Regions from separate parts of the Cricetulus griseus genome. Here region 1 is linked to region 2. A link is a contact called in public Micro-C data. All regions are on one chromosome and are shown on one strand. Each heading gives the region's core, a stretch centred on a gene start, on an enhancer-like site or on the middle of the called end of the contact. The rest is flanking DNA. Distances are from core to core; before and after follow the strand shown.

Region 1 (3,626 bases), core at 1,092-3,591, 320 kb before region 2:
ATACATAGATGAGCAGTTATGGGTTAATAATTAAAACAGAGCTAGCCAGTAAGAAGCCCTAGCTACCTGCCAACAGTTTAATAATTAATATAGCATCTGTGTATGTTCATTTGGGGCTGAAGCAGCGGGACCTGGCGTGACGAGAAGCTCCAGCAACACAAAGTATTTCAAAATAAAATGAATAAGAAAAAAAAGCCCCTCAAGTAATCAGTTAAGACACACCTTGATTGTATGTTAGTGACATTCTACTTAACAAGATATATAATGTTGAGTCCTAAAATTGAAACAAAAGATGTTTTGCAAATTCAAATGTTTTATAACTTTTCTGGTTTCAAAATTAATTTTCATACACAATACTTCCAGGACACTAAATAACATTTTCAATGTTTAGTACTAATATTCAGCTCCATAGTTGCTTTTTTCTTTAATGCCTGCCCTGAGCTGGTACATATCCAATTAATGGTTATATATTTATTTACCTTGGTCATCTTTCCGAGTGATGATCTCTATATCAGAAACTTCTCCAAATCTGCTGAACTGATTTTGTAGGTCTGCCTCAGAAATGCCTTGTCCAAGCCCACCCACAAAAAGGCGCTTCATTTCTCGGTTGGGTTTCATGAATGCTGGGCATCTATCTGGAAAAGTAATTTTGTGTAGAAAGAACACTTACTAGGACCTCTGGAAGAGCAGCCAGTGCTCTGAACCACTGAGCCACCTCTCCAGCCCAACTTCTCATTTTCATATTCACAGTGTTGGGTGTCCCGTTCCCCCATCCCCACCCCCATGATTCGTTTGTACATTTATTTTTTTTAAGTTTTCTGAGACAGGGGTTTTCCTCTTTGTAGCCCTGGCTGTCCTGGAACTCACTCCGGAGACCACCGTCTGGCTGTACATTCATTTTTACTTTAACAAAATACTGGCAAAACAGTAAGCTAAAGGTCAAAAATACCTCCACAGTCAGAGATAAAATCTGCAACTACAACAGTATGGCACAATGCAAATGTCCCCCAAGCGCTGTTCAGGCATCAAGAGGGCAACTAATGTTATACCTAAAATTTTTTTCCCACTGTGTGCGTGAACTGCACAAAGCACTTTGCGTGATTCTCATCGTTCAGGGGGGCAGGAGAGGTTAAGACTTTTCCTAGTGCCAGGTCTAACTTCAGAACCGGGAACTGCTAACCCTCTACTACAAAGGTTGCTGGGAAAGTTCACGAGAGGTCCCTCCACCTCGTTTAGCTCTCGGCAGATGCTCAGACCTTTCAAACCTTCCTCAGAAGCTGGCTGCCTCCTTCCAAGCGAGCTCACAAAACCGCCGGCGTGAGCGCAAGGCCACGACCTGCAGTCCGGGAGACCTACAGCGGACCACTTCTTGTCAGCCCCCGCCCCATCCTCCGAGAAGTCCCCAGTTAGGAGAGAGGAGAGGGTGGGCCCGACAGCCCTCCACTTCCCACACGCACACACTCTCCTCAGGACGCTGCCCGTCAGCACTAACGCAGCGAAGCCCCCAACGTCTAACAACACGTGCCGGCAGGCGCGCTCTCTTTTCTTTCCTACAGGGTTTCCAACCCAGTCTCCTAAGGTTCCACTTCCACGCAGTTCCCCCAGGGCTCTTTATTTCTCCTGCCTTCGTTCTAACTGACGTCCCGCTACCTTCTCTCCCACGTCTGTGAATGAGCCTAGGAAAACAATTTCCGTAATTCCTACAGAAAAAAAAAAAAAAGACACGCCGCCACGTGACTCCTGACTTCCGGACCAAGTAGGCGGAAGTGGGGAAGCGGAACAAAAATAAAGAGACTCTTTCCCTCGTGCTTCCCGAGACCGCCCTCTCAGTGACGTAGGGGTTCGCGGAGCTCAGAGACCGTTGGAGGGGGTGTGCGGCCGTTGGAGCTTGACCTTCGATTTGGAACGAACCAACTCTCAGAAGCTTCGGGGGTCGCAACGTTCTGAGGGACGTAAGGGTCCTGAACGTTGTTTGAGGGTGGGGCGGACACGCGTCGCCAAGCAGCCTCTCCCCCCCCCGCGAGCTCCTGAATGGTGCGCACCGGGAGACAGCCGCTCCCCCTCCACGAACTCCGAATGGTGCACGCCGGGAGGCAGCCTCTCCCCCCCACCGCGAACTCCGAATGGTGCGCGCCGGGAGGCGGCCTCTCCCCCCAGCGCGAGCTCCCGATTGGTCCGCATCGGGAGCAGCCTCTCCCCCGCGAGCTCCTAATGGTGCGCGCCGGGAGACAGCCGCTTCCCCCCCCCCGAACTCCGAATGGTGCGCGCCGGGAGACAGCCGCCTTCCCCCCCCCCGCGAGCTCCTAATGGTGCGCGCCGGGAAACAGCCGCTCTTCCCCCCATCTCCGCGAACTCCGAATGGTGCGCGCCGGGAGACAGCCGCCCCCTCCCACCCCCGCGAGCTCCGGATTGGTCCGCGCCGGGAGCGGGAGCTGCTTGAAGCGCCGGGCGAGCCAGGCGCTCTGACAGAGTTTTGGGCCACAGCTTTTGCTGCGGGAGCCATGGATCCTGAGACCCGCGAACTGCGCGCCTTGGAGGCGGAGGTCGCGGCGCTGCAGCGGGAGTGCAGTATGCTGTCAAAGCCCTGGGAGAAGACGTCCGGAGCCCGGTACGTGGCTCCAGTCCGCCCCGCGGGCCCAAGCACCGTAGCCCCCGGCCGACCTACCAACCTCCCGAAGGCTCGGGGCTCGCACTCCCTGCACGCCGGGTGCTGAATACTGTAACGGGAGACCTCCCCAAACATGGACTCGAATCAGCAGTCAGTATCGGTTCAGTGAGGACAGTGACATGAGAGTGTGAGCACTGCGGTTGCCGCTCTTGGCTTGATTATAGCCAGCAGAAGATAGTTTTCTTAAGGGTTGTTTTGACCGGTTGATGAGAATCAATGAGGACGTCCTGCGTTTCTTTAAGCAGCCTCACCTTCGGGAAACGATTTTACAGTTGGGTGTTTGTTCATTGAGACAGTGTTTCTCTGTAGCTTTGGAGCCAGGCCTGGCCTCGAACTCTCAGAGATCCACCTACCTCTTCCTCCTGAGTGCTGGGATTAAAGGCGTGCGCCTTTTTATTTATTTATTTATTTATTTATTTTAAATAGGTTTGGAGACATACTTACTCTGTAGGTCAGGAATTCACTCAACTTCACTTCAAACTGATGGTAGTGGTATAGTTAATGACAGAAATGACGTCTGAAATACAGCTTGGGCGAAATAGATTGATGTATGGTTAATGCCATCTATAGGAAATAGAGACAGTCCTCTGTTGCTAATCCCTATTTAAAGGTAATGGAACCTGAGTATCAGAGAGTTAAATAGCTTACCTAAGTCCCTAGTAGAACGCAAAGTCCAAGCATTTTCCTCAACTCAAAGAGAAGAAGGAAGGCTGGAACTAACAGTAATTTAGTGTCCTAAACATGAAAACAAACTGCCTTTATTTTATTGGGTATAATTTGGAACAGTTGCAGAGAATGAGATTTTTCCGCACTGAAAAGAACCTTTGGAGTGCAGGAAAATGTGGAGCGGTCCTTAAAAAAATCAAATAGGAGAAAGTTGTAATTGATAAAAGGAAAAGAGAAATGTGCACTGGCCTATATATGCTCTTCCACAAGCAAGACTGTGACCCACATATTG
Region 2 (3,696 bases), core at 1,143-3,642:
GTATTTTCAAATACAATACTGACCAAAATTAAGGAGTTTGACAAGGGCTTGCTCAGGCATGGATATGAGGGACATACACAATGCTGACAGGAGGCAAATTGGCACAAACTTTTGGCAACACCCTCTGAAGCTGATGCACTCTTCTAGACGCTACTAGGGACTTCTAGAAGAAACCTTATCCCACCTTACCAAGGGGAGAGGAGAAGTCTCTCCAAGCCTATACAGGCTACGTGGGGATGAGCCAAGAGGTGGCATTAGGCTAAACAGATACCTAGAGAACAGATCACACCCTCTTCCCTCATCTCCTATGGACTTTCCCTCCAGATAAAGACAATGTTGTATGTATGACATAGTTCTTCAGTGTGCCATTAAATGATTGTGCCCATAACAGTAACTGCAGAGAGCTGACAATTGGAAGTCACTGCAGTGAGGACCGGAGAGGTCACCAACAGCCTGTTTTCACAGCAAATACTACTGAAGGAAACCTGTTAATTCAGAAGAGGAGAGTAGGCTTCCCAAGAAGTGGCATTCCACCAGAGGTGGGAAGGCAACCTATATGTATGTACAAAGGGAGTGGCACTGTAATTAACAGTTGCTACCTGGCTGGAGAACCAAGGAAAGGGGAGGGGAGTCCCAGACAGAAGACCAGATATGGGATGAGGGCACACCCACTTGTCTGTCACATCACTTTACCCCAGGGGAAGGAAGGGGTGCACATTGCACGCCTCTTGTCAATCCACTGCCCGTGGAGCCAGGCTTGGAAAAGTTACTGATGTCCTCCAACAGATAATGTATTTGAGGTGCTGTGTGAGGACCCAATTCCTGCCTACCCAAAGAAGCAGTCACTTCTGGTACTCACCCAGCCCTGCTCTACCTAGACCTTAAGTAACAGAGGCTCTGAGAAGAGTGCAGGCCTATCCCAGGCTGGCTGGGAGCAGACGTCCCAGAGGAGATGAGCCTATGATCAATACCAAGACCAGAACTGAATCTCATACATAAGGGAATGGTTCAGATAACCCAACAAGCTACCTGCTTGGCCCAATGCCAGGCCTTTGCTAATGCAAAATACCAAGAGCAATACTTCTGGGTTGGTGAAGCTGCACCCCTATTTTGCAGAGGTGGAAGCTAAGGCTTGGGGAGAGCTCGCCCATGGAGACATCATAAACCACAGGGAAGGGTTGGTCCAAAGTCCAGTGTGTCCTCCCAAAAAGCATGTCTCCACAGTCTCCAGGAGAAGGATGGGAGACACTTAACACCTAAATCATCTATGAAGCCTACCCAGGGCCCTCCTCCTGCCTTTCCCCCAAGCTCTTGGCCAGCTTGGGGTCTAATCTCTCTCCCCACAATGGATGACACAGAGAACCATGTTTCCTAGAGAAGAAATAAATACAGACACCACGGTGACAGGCAGAGCCCACGAAGCAGAGCAAGCCATGTATCCCAGCTGTGGGAGCACCATTAGATGAAGGAAAAGCAAATAGCTGAGCCAGAGCTAAGTCACAAATGGGATGGATACAGAGAAACCCAGCAGGTCAAGGGCCACAGGCACCCAAGAGCCGCGACCCACTCAGCCTTGTATCCATCCCTTCCCAGCTTCAGGCAGTCATGAAATCAGATATAAGGCGAAGGGGGGATGTGATTTGCTTGAAGGTGACAAATAGTCGCCAACGAGCCCCAGGCCCAGGCTCAGCCTTTCCCTGAGGGTCAGCCTTACATCGATGGCCTCAGCTGTAAGCGCAACATCTGCTCGCCCCCCACCTACACAGACACACCCAAGCCAGCAAAGACTACAGCAGAGCAGCAGACCTTAACGAAAGGGTCACCAAGGCCTGCAGAGAAAACTAGCGGATGCATGGGACTGCAGGGAGTCTGGACCCCCTCAGCCGGGCACTGGCCGCTGGAGGAGGCCGAGCTCGCTCACTCTCCCCCCACTGCCGTGGGCCGCAAGTCTGGGTTCCCTGCCCCACCCCTGGAACCTCCCACCACTGGGCAGGGTGACCTTAGCGCCCAGGCGGGGGTCGCGGCCGGCCACTCACCTCTTTGAGCTGCTCCATCTCGCTGCGGATGGCCTCATAGTCCACCTCGAGCTCCTCGAACTGCAGCTTGAGCTGGTGCTTCTCCTCGAGCACCGCCAGCCCATACTCGGCCGCCTGGATCTTCTCACGCGTGGTCTCGGCCAGCTCGTGGGACAGCCGCTTCACCTCGGCGCGCAGCCACTCCGGCTGTGCCTCCATCACGAGATGCGCGTACTCCTCCTCCTCCGACGGCGCGGACATGGTGGCCGCGCGCCGAGGCCGGCTCCCACCTTGGCTCCCACAAACCGGGCCCTCTTAGCTGCCGCCGCCGCCGCCCAGCCCCGACGGCCGCCCGCGCCGCCGCACTGCTCCTCCCTGACGCGCGGGGAACACTGGGGGCTGCAGTCCCACGGCTCATGGACTACACAACCCGTAATCCCTCACGCCCGCCGGGCCTGGTCTGTGATTGGTCTAAATCCCAAGGGGGCGGGATCCTAGCTCCATGCACGCCCAGGTCTCCTTAGCATTGTGGGAGACGTAGTCCTGCCTCGCGCTCACGCCTTAGCCCGTTGAGCGCCGCGCCGGCTTGGCTCCAGTCTGTGATTGGCCGGCGCCGCTGACGTGACAGAAGTAGGGGTGCCATCGACCCGAGCCCAGGGACCCCGCAGCCACCCAGAGAACCTCCAGCCGCGCCCTCCCAGCCTTTGTAGAATAAGGCAAGCCGAGCTGTGGATACCAAGAGTAAGATCGTGTCCCAGAACGTGCGAGCATGGCTTGCCAGACTGTGGCGCGCGCTCTATGCGGGATTTGAATGACTAGTGGCGCGCCACGGGCACTGCCAAAAGGATGTGGACGACCCAACGCTAACCTGGACACTACTTCCTCTTGTCCCACAGTCCGTTAGAATATTCTTTCATGAAGGCACTTTCCGAGAGCACGGAGCACGGTGTCATACATGTGTTTAATGTTCTCTATACCCCGTTTTCGGCGTGAGAGATCACTGCAAGCATGTCTGTGCTCTTCACTGTGAGTCTAAATAAAACTTCCCTCCTCCCATGGTGGCTCGGATATAACACGCTTGTTCTTTTCTCACTGCCGCCCGCCTCCCCCCCCCCGCAAACACCACACCCTACAGCTGCAGACCACCATAAAACATAGAGGTCAGCTGGAGAGATAGCTCAGAGAATAAAGCGCTTGCTCAGCAAGCCAAGCGCAGGGATCTAAATTTGCATCCCCAGAGCCCACATAAAGCACAGTCTATAATTCCAATGTTCCGCAGGCAAGATGGGAGGTGGAGACTGGAGAATCTCCTGAAGCCGGCCTAGTGTATGAAGAAAACAAACAAACAAGAAAACAAAGATACCTTATCTCAAGCAAGATGGAAGACAACAGACAACTGGGTGTTATCTTCTGATTCCCATCTGCATGTGGGGGGCCCTTGTCCACACACAGGAACACCAAACTAATTCAGACACATATGCACGCACGCACGCGTGCATGCATGCACACATGCACACGAGCAAACACACAAAGACTAAAAGAAAATCTAGGGTAAACCCAAGAGTTGTGTAGTAAATAGCCTGGGCCTGGTGGAACACACCTTTAATCTCAACACTTAGGAGGCAGAGGTAGGAGGATCTCAGAGAATTCAAGGTCAGCCTGGTCTACATAGCAAATTCCA

The links. A called contact is a pair of places that touch in the nucleus more often than the background predicts.
Region 1: a contact with region 2 is called in a Micro-C map of the CHO-K1 cell line, with 4 times the contacts expected there. The contact joins the promoter of Cenpp here to the promoter of Bicd2 in region 2. A contact is called at or near these places in 5 of 8 Hi-C or Micro-C datasets (the CHL-YN cell line, the CHO-K1 cell line, fibroblasts and 1 more).

The regions. Positions count from the first base shown.
Region 1 is chr3:269,462,197-269,465,822 of CriGri-PICRH-1.0, reverse strand. It overlaps Cenpp (centromere protein P), which reads left to right and starts at 2,341. Exons shown (of 7, transcript XM_027409941.2): 1 at 2,341-2,608. The coding sequence starts at 2,502. Nol8 (nucleolar protein 8) reads right to left here and starts at 1,750. Exons shown (of 17, transcript XM_027409929.2): 1 at 1,651-1,750; 2 at 480-635. The coding sequence starts at 618.
Region 2 is chr3:269,143,957-269,147,652 of CriGri-PICRH-1.0, reverse strand. It overlaps Bicd2 (protein bicaudal D homolog 2), which reads right to left and starts at 2,392. Exons shown (of 8, transcript XM_027409946.2): 1 at 2,037-2,392. The coding sequence starts at 2,276.